Linked DNA regions of Triticum aestivum: region 2 is linked to region 1. A link is a contact called in public Hi-C data. All regions are on one chromosome and are shown on one strand. Each heading gives the region's core, a stretch centred on a gene start, on an enhancer-like site or on the middle of the called end of the contact. The rest is flanking DNA. Distances are from core to core; before and after follow the strand shown. Region 1 holds the start of LOC123085246. Region 2 holds the start of LOC123085251 (DNA polymerase I).

Region 1 (4,657 bases), core at 1,350-3,849:
CGGGAGACTTGAAAACATTTCTAGAGATTACTAGTTCAAGCAAAAATCCATGTATTTTGGCGAAGGGTAATCAAGAACGTGTTACCTTCACATGGGGAGCTGAAGAAGTGACATGTGAGAAAAGGATGGTGTTTGTCGTATGTGCGGGAATGAATTTAATGAGATGGTCACGTGCAATCGTGCGGTTAGATTCTAGGAATTAATAGATGATTTTATTTGGTTTGAAACTTCCAAAACTACACCCGCTGACTTGATCCCGAGATATGCTTGATCCACTTTTTATTAGCAAGGACGAGAGAACCATCACAGTGTTAGTGATGTGGACAATCTAGACAAGTTGAAACAAGTAATTTTAGAAGGATCTAATACACCAACCGCACAAGTTCCATGGAGATCATTGATGAGCTTATCAAGTCGCTAGATCTACCAGTGTTAGATTCGGTGTCCCATCCACAGGTAACGCAAAGGTGGAAACCACTAGAGGAGGGGTGTATTATGATTAATTCAGATGGACCAATTTGCTCGGGGAGGAGATCAGGAGGCGGTGGTGTTGCGGCGTGTGATCACACATGGATTTTTTTAGGGCTGATGTGCTAAACATGAAGACACCCTCATCGCTTACAGTGGAACTAATGGTAGGCCAGGATGCGATGTTAATGTCAATAGTAGTGCTAGAGACTGCCTACGAGATGATGTCTGCCCTAATGGCATGCTGAAGATGACCGATCCATCTGATCACTACTGATTCGTGAGATGAAACTCTATTTCACAAGCTTATAAACTCTATTTCACAAGCTTATAGGGACTCACAGTTCTATTCGTGAGGAGAAGTGCAAATGTTCCGACTCACTTGTGTCTGAAGGAAGCACTTAGTTTACCTAATCATTTTGTTGATTTTGATGCAATTCCTGGCTATCTGATTGATGTTGTATAATTAGATATGTGTCCCCTATTTATTAAAGTGCCATGAAGGCGGTTCTAAAAAATCATCGATCCATCACTCGCAAAAAAAACATTGGTCCATGTTGGTGTTTTAGTTGGTGAGATTACATATCAGTTGCTTACAAAATTACATGTTTGTTGAAAAAATAGACGTAATGCAATTCTCGCAAGATAGATAGCGAATCACATGCCTCCAAATACTACATACAATGATTTTCATCCCGTATAAGTTGACTACAATGGAGTCAATGTGTTTTCAGTGAAGGAAATCATTCTTTGGAAGCGATCCTAGCAAAAACGATAATACATGAATAATAATAAATAAACACAACATCTCTATATTTTATCAAAATCCAACCCCCCTTTCCTTCAAAGCCGTATCCGTTTCATGTGAACTTCACACATATAACACAACATTTTACTAAAAAACATCTTTTGGTGACTCACAATGATTGAAACACATTTTATACCACATGATAACATTAGAATGGCTTTGGCGCTATGCAAGTTGATATGTAGGGATGTAATTTATCCATATATCATTTCTTCCTTTTTATTTACCAATGACTTCTTTGGATTTCACGATTCATATTTTCTTTGGAAAATTTTGTCCTTATGATTTTGCCCCTTTGAATCATAGGACTGAAGTTGTCAATCATAGGACCCTAGTTTCATGGGGGACAAAATCAACATGAGCGACATTCCTCCAAAGCTTTATGTTATGAACTATCCAAATTACGGTTATCAAGTTGATGTGTTTTAATATCTTTTAGGAATTTATCGCACATGACATTCCTATCATTTTTCTTATTCCCGTGTTAAATAGAAAGCCCTAACATCCCGCACAACAATCTAAGATGTGATCCACTGGCTGTCTTGAGAAAATAAACCTTTGTATTGTGAAAATAAAATGACACAAGTGTTTATGTTGTCTCCATTTTATACATTCATTGTTTGCCTTCAAGATGGGATCTACTGCTAAACTCATAAACCAAAACTTTGTAATCACCTTTTCTAGGCACATGCGTGCCATTATTTTCCTTGGAGAGACCAAACAATCTGAAAATGCCCTTAAGATTCACGTGGTACTATTCTATTAATTATAGTCAGTTAGTCACATATAATAAATATTTGGCTATTTGTATTGTATCTTATATATCAAGCTTATAAGATTTGATTTATTTCCTTTGAACATCTATATAGTTTGATGCTAAGTTCTAAAAGGATGTAAACTATTTCCATGTTGTCTGGGAGTTTTCCACGTTGTTCTAGTGTATGAATCGACACTAGCTGAATGGGGGATGACACGCTCACATTTACAAGTTTAGTCATTATGAACTTATGATGACACACCATGTGACACCCATCGACTGTGAAACGGGAATTCGGTGTTCCACGAGGACCCAAAGATAAAAACACGTCGCACCACACCAGATTTCGAACGCCTGAACAATGGTAAACCACGGCGGCTGTTTTAACCAGCCCGTCTAAAATCCCGAAACCAGTAGAACGGACCGTGGCGGTTAAAAAACCAGTAGAACGCCTGAACAATCGAACCGCGCGGCCTAGCCTAACCGTGGCGGTTAAAAAACGTACGACGCCGTCGCGTTCCCTCCCCCCTCTTCCTCCTCATCTTCTTCCTTTTACCCCACCCCACCCCCCGCCCCGCCTCACCTCACCTCATCATTCCCCACCTCCCCCCCATCTCGCCCTCTCGCCAGCAAAAACCCCGGTGGCGCGACCACCGCGGCCGATCCGCCCCAGCCCCGGACCCAGCTCCGGCCACGCGCCCCGCCCCCTCGCTCTCCGGCCGCAGGTGTCGCCGCCGGCGTCGGCGGCGGTAGATCGGGCGCGGAGACGTCGTTGCGTGTTGAGGGCCGCGGGGGGACTTGATGGCGGGGGTCGCGGCGGAGACGGCCGTGGCTTCGGCCTCGGGATCGGGGATCTGGTCGCGGCGGCGGGACGAGATCACGTTCGATCGCCTCCAGAAGGTAACGCGGCGTGGGCGTCGATTCCGTACTGTGCCGGGGTTTCATTTGAGATGTGAGAATTGGGGTTCGGCGGTGGCGTCCCTGCGAATCTGTGACTGAGCTGGCTGCCCCGCGTCTGCCTTGGATTGGCTCGGGTTCGGTGTGTAATTCACATAAAAGGCACCGTGTCGGGGAAACCGAGGCGTTTTAGTTGGTGATATCAAAAAGGATTCGCCCCCCTTGGGCCCTCCCTACTAAGCTTAGCTTGCTTGGATTGGATATTTATGTTCCCAGTGAATTATGGTTCTTAGATTCAACAGGATTTCCCATGTGCCCCTGACGAGCATATATGTACTAGTACTAGTTACTCTGTGGGTAGCCAGATTGCATTGACTTTGAGTTGGTGCATTGCTCTTAGGGACTCTAACCCTTGGAGTTGCACATTTGGTTTGGTATGTTTAAATAGGAAAACAGGATTGGGCCTTATTGATACTTGTCATTATGAGTTTGGTTTGGTATGGGTTGAATTGGAGTGGTCAGTCATGGAGTCGTCTCGCAAAGGCTTGAGACACTTGATTTAGAACTGGTTTCGAATTCTTCCTGATTCGAGAAGGATGTAAAGCAATAATTCTGGCATGTCATAATGCTCGATTGAGTTGGGAAAACAAAATTCTGTCAGAACACTTGAGATGTAAACTATTGGCTCAAAACAGGATATATATTTCTTGAAATTTTCATCGAGTTGTGATGAGACTGAGTTCATATCAACTAATCATGCACCTCACTCTCCGATCCCAAGTCTTCATACTTTACATCTTTCACTTCCTTCGATGATAGTAGTAGGATGATAAGCTAGCAAGCACAGCAAGTGGAATTTAGATTGGATATCAAATGGTGATACAGGTAGAATAAATAAGTGTGCTTTGTTTTGTATCTCTGTCGTGGAATATTAATATGCCATGTCATTTATTGTTTTAAATTTGTTTACGTTTCTACAATGACCTTCGATTTTCCGTTACAACTCTCCCGAGGCACCTTGACTTTGCCGCACTCCGCCTTGGTTGAAGCTGTAAATGTGCTCAATTTTCCGTTACAACTCTCCCGAGGCACCTTGACTTTGCCGCACTCCGCCTTGGTTGCAGCTGTAAATGTGCTCAATTTTCCGTTACAACTCTCCCGAGGCACCTTGACTTTGGTGCACTCCGCGTGTCCGCCTTGGTTGGAGCTGTAAATGTGCTGGTGCCGTACTCTTGTGTAAAATCATGATTGATTTCTATTCCATAATAGATTTTTCTTGTCCCCGCGTTTGGAGTATCCACTTTCCTATGTAATGGAAATAAAACCAGAATGTGTATTTTAAGTGGTATCATATTTTTATCTTGGAAAATGAAGTTATGTGAGTTTCAAGATAACTTTTATGACTGTGGATTGAACTTGTTTCAGTTCTGGAATGATTTGCCACCGCAAGCACGGCGGGAGCTTCTAAAATTGGATAAGCAAACCCTCATTGAACAAGCTCGCAAGAATTTCTACTGTTCAAGGTGCAATGGGTTGCTTTTGGAAAATTTCAAGTCACTGCAGCAAGAAGTTTCAGATATTGATTGTCTGAGCTCAAGTGGTGAATCAAAGATTAGGCAGCAAAATGGATCTCAGGATCCATCTGTTCACCCTTGGGGAGGTCTTGCAACAACAAAGGATGGCATCCTTACGCTTATTGACTGCTTTATGAAAGCTAACTCGCTACG
Region 2 (4,766 bases), core at 1,636-4,135, 510 kb after region 1:
GAAGTTTGTTCAAAGCCTCTTAAAAGCTTGCCTTATGATTCACCTGGGCAAATTTTTGTTGCTTTTGAAAAGCCAGAACATGTTCCTGCAATCGGGAAATTTTCAAATGTATTGAAGTTCACTGTTAAAGAGGTAAGTGTAATGATGTTTCTCGTATTATTGGATTCAAGTATGAGTAATGGTTTTCTAGGTTCCACTAAATTAAGCATTCTATATCAATATTCCTTTGGTACCTACTGCCTCGGTCATGCGGAAAATCTTTTCCAAAAACTCTGTTCTCTTTGAAGTACTATGTAGCATAGTGGTTTCACCTTCTAGGAATTTTGGAATCTTCATGCGAAACCTGCTTCATCTGTTCATACAACTGGAATATTTTTTGGCATTATCATCACAAAGAAGATATTCCGGATTTTTCTTATTTGATATCTTCAAGGCAAATCGACCCAATTCAGTGGCTGATGAAGTTTTGAACCCTTTTTCTAACATTCGTTGAAAATTTGTGTGTTTCTGCTTGAGCCGTATGAGATGAATTTTTCATATACGGTTCTTAGAGGGGGACTCGGGTTAGTTACCAATCTCAATAAAATATTTTTAAAATAAATACGGAATTATTATATTATAAAGTGGTCTGGACTTGCAACCTACAAGTGTTATAAGTCCATAATGAAGTATTGACATCAATGAAATTTAACCTCAACCAAGTTGCACTATTTTGTTGTTCTTTGAGTTAATGTTGTTTATTGTTGTCAGGTTGACACGTTGTTTATTGTTGTCAGGTTGACACATCTTCAGGGGAAGCTGATGAAGATGGTGTGGAGGATGAATACCAGCTAGAAGACCTTGAAATTGTTTCAGCTGATTATATGCTGAGGGTCGCAGTTTCTAACTTTAGGAATGCCTGGGAGAATATGGACCCAGAAAGTGAGCGTGTGGATGAGTATGGACTCGGGGCTAGAGAGAGCTTGGCTGAGGCTGTGAGTGCTGTCACTAGTATCCTTGGCATGCAACCGTGTGAGGTGAGCTTCCAGTTCTTTAAAGTTTAACTAATATTGGTCAAATAACTTGCCTGTTTTCCTATTCATCCTTAGCTGTTTCTTCGAGCATCACCACAACTGAACCCAAGAATTTACATACATTGTGTGGTGCCTTATGCGTTCTACATTTATGTTGCTGTTCCTGTTCTTCCACCATTATGGGATGGGACGGGACAAAATAATTGACTAATCGACATACTTGGCAGTGGCATGCGACATTCAATTGAACTTGTATTTTTAGAGGTTTCAAATGGACTACAACATACGGATGCATATAGACATATTTTAGAGTGTAGATTCACTCATTTTGCTCCGTATGTAGTCCCTTGTTGAAATCTCTAAAAAGACTTGTATTCGGGAATGGGGGGAGTACATTGGAATCTATAATGTTTTGTTCACGACCAAAATCTGCCGTACTAATCTTTTTGGTTATGCGAAAAAATTGATCTTTTTGTATGGTTGCTAATGTTTTGGCATGCCCACACCCCTTTGCCCGCTCTAGTTTATTTCCTTCCCAACATTGGCCAAATCATTGGCAGGCACCATTATTCAGATTGGCCAAACTTTTTTTTTTTTGCGCATAACAGATTGGCCAAACTTCTTTGTAGGTTCATCTTGGGTTGTGAACTAAACACCCCGAAAACTTCTGAAAAACTGAAAGTTGACAACAATGGTTACTCATGTTTGCAGGGCACTGAGGTTGTACCAAGCAATGCAAGATCGCATGTTTGCCTGCTTTCTGGAGTGTATATAGGGGGCGTCAAGGTTCTTGTCAGGTTATCATTCGGACTAAGCGGGCCCAAGGAAGTGGCGATGAAGCTGGCGGTAAGGTCAGATGACCCCGAAGTCAGCGACAAGATCCATGAGATTGTTGCCAGTGGGTAAAACGGATGGTGGCCTCTGCCCCTGCCAAAACCTGTGTAGAGCCGGTAAATAGTCTTCAGTATCATGTCAGAAAGAAAATAGTTTTCAATTTTGTTTGAAAATTGTACTGTACCTGTTGATGTTCGGTATTTACAGAATGCTCTTGGCTTCCTGCGTACTGCTGCTCAGAAGTGAGAAGTGTATCTTGTACCCCTTGCGTTCAGCCGTTCACTGCACAGTTAATTTCTGAGCATGTTTTGTCTCAAATGAAATATGTTATGGTGTATTGATATGCAATCTTGCTGCTGTAAAATGTGTGGGCTAATCTGCTAGTCGAATCTCTCACTATTTCCCTCTGTTTCTAAATACAAGTCTTTTAGATATTCATAGACTATTCATAGACTACATACGGAGCAAAATGAATAAATCTACACTCTAAACTACGTCTATATACATCCGTATGTAGTCCATATTGAATTCTGTAGAAAGACTTGTATATATTTAGGAACGGAGGGAGTATACACAAATGCCATGCATGCTTGTGTGGAAATTGCTAATGGAGCACGAGCTCCATGGAGCCTTTACTTTGGAAACATCAAAAAACAAGTTCAAAAAATTCTGAAATAAAACACACATACATATGGATGTACATTACTCTGTAAAGGTTTCATGGCGAAATACATTTTTATGCTGGAAAGTACATGATTTTTTTTACAGCTCACATCAAAATGTATTTCGTCATGAAATTTCACACACATCTAGTATGCATCTACAAATACTTGTGCATTTATGTTAGTTGTTTTAGAACTCAAAAAGTAGATTTTTAAAAATTTCAGGCTCTATGGAGCCCGACAGCAAAAAATCCACAGGTAAAAAAAGTTTAAATTGCCGGGATTTGAACCCGGGTCGCCTGGGTGAAAGCCAGATATCCTAACCGGGCTGGACGACAATGGATTTGTGAAAATAAGTACTTCGTTACCTTTTTATCTGATAAATTTAGGAGCAACACAGCCAAGCCTATTCCCACGGTCCTCGCGGCCGCCACGCCATTTGCTCCTCTCCCAACTTCCGTGGTCGTGCTGCTGAATCAGCCCCAAAAGGGAACCGCCTACAAACTCCTTGCCCACGGCCCGCCGGCTGGCACTGGCTTCCCCCGCCGCCCGCGACTGGAGCGCTGCGGGCACCCGGTCCGTCGATGGCGTGCTGCTGCTTCCGCGCCGCCGCGGTGCCCCGCCTCCTCTTCCGCGCCGCCGCGCGGCCCCTCCAGTTGCCGCTCGCCGTCTCCCGAAGGGTACGTACGTGTTCTGCGCCCCCCTTCTCTGGTACCCGACGCACTCCTTCTCGCACGGTTTGGCAGATTGGGGTTGGAGAGGGCTTGTAGAGAGAAAAATAGGGGAATGCCACATTTAATTAGCCCTAGTATAAAATCGGTGAAGCTTCGGCGAACATTCCATTGTTACCTGTACCACATTGCCTCTGGATAAAGTTTCTTCTTGTTCAGCCGAGCACCTTCGCGTAGTTGCGTTGCAAATTGTACGGCTCAACCCTTTTTCGATTCAAAATGATAGTGATTCATGTGGTTTATAACCTACCCTTAATGTTTTCTATTGCGAGTATTGATTAATTACTGGTCCTATTTTGTCTTTGACGCACTAGGGTTTCTCGGGGCAGTCAGTCCTGCCAGTCACTGATTCGATCGAGAGTTTTCAAGGACCATCAGTGGATCATGCCCCACGGATTCCGTTATATGACGACAGCTTGCCCTCAGGTGTGTCGACCATATTAACGAATCCTGGTGAGAATGTCGCTCCTGCTGACCCTTCAAAGAGTAGAATCATGCTTGTTGATGGAACCTCAGTGATGTACAGATCCTACTACAAGATATTAGGTCAGTGTTTTCCTCGTGCACTCACTATTGGTACATCTTGTCATTTTGCTTTGCCTTTTTTCTAGTTGTTACGGTAAGTTTATGTCTAGAAACGTAATGTCGTGACAGTCACCTCTTTGTGATCCTCATTCCTCAAGACATTTCGTTTCATATGCTTGGTAAGTTGTCTTGGAACATGTATTGAAGTCAGCACTTGTTCTGGCAAAGCAAATGTTGGAACTCAACTTAGACATGATATTGTTGGACTTAGGTCTACTTTAATATGATAGTTGGAGTATAGCAGAATTCTGTCGTTATCCTAGACACTGGGAAAAGAAATATTACATGCTTCCACACATGCAATCTCGAGTCCGTAACAACATGACATGGGACATTTTTTCTATTTCATTACCCACCCTATGTGCATCGTTTTCAGAGACTGATGGTTTAGCTGTCCAGCTGCTGTATTGTTTATCCTGTAATGTGCACATCCATTACCTTCTAATCCGTCTATCTGGTTGAACTGTGTGCTATGCTTGAACAGAAATTCCTAACCAATGTCCTTAGTACAGATTTAGAGACCAATTGTAATACAAAACTACAGAGTAGTCTGATCAATCTGTGAAATTTGTTCTTAAATATCTAAGTTTGTCATACATTAAACCTGTTTGAGAAATTTACTCTTTCCCATTGCTCGTTTTCAGTGTTGTAATCTACACCTCATCTATTCTTTTTCCATCGATGTAGCACAGCTGCAACATGGTCAGTTGGAACATGCTGATGGCAATGGGGATTGGGTTTTAACTATATTCAAAGCTCTGTCACTGGTGAGTAGGACTTAATGAATTATTTGTAGCTTTGAAATGACATCCTCAACATTAATAAACTCAAATTTGTATATGATGGGTCTTGCAGTTATGGGTTGTTTCATGTAGAGTTTGTGTGAAACGCAATCTGCTAGGGCAATTCTGTTTCTTCATTTGTATTTTTATTCGTGTAGT

What was found. A called contact is a pair of places that touch in the nucleus more often than the background predicts.
Region 2: a contact with region 1 is called in a Hi-C map of leaf, with 4 times the contacts expected there. The contact joins the promoter of LOC123085251 here to the promoter of LOC123085246 in region 1. A contact is called at or near these places in 2 of 5 Hi-C or Micro-C datasets (both in leaf).

What each region holds. Positions count from the first base shown.
Region 1 is chr4A:76,382,502-76,387,158 of IWGSC CS RefSeq v2.1, forward strand. It overlaps LOC123085246, which reads left to right and starts at 2,600. Exons shown (of 8, transcript XM_044506871.1): 1 at 2,600-2,933; 2 at 4,356-4,657. The coding sequence starts at 2,835.
Region 2 is chr4A:76,897,138-76,901,903 of IWGSC CS RefSeq v2.1, forward strand. LOC123085251 (DNA polymerase I) reads left to right here and starts at 2,886. Exons shown (of 14, transcript XM_044506876.1): 1 at 2,886-3,189; 2 at 3,555-3,786; 3 at 4,513-4,592. The coding sequence starts at 3,094. LOC123085248 (coatomer subunit gamma-1) reads left to right here. Exons shown (of 18, transcript XM_044506873.1): 16 at 1-132; 17 at 777-1,016; 18 at 1,725-2,195. The coding sequence ends at 1,919.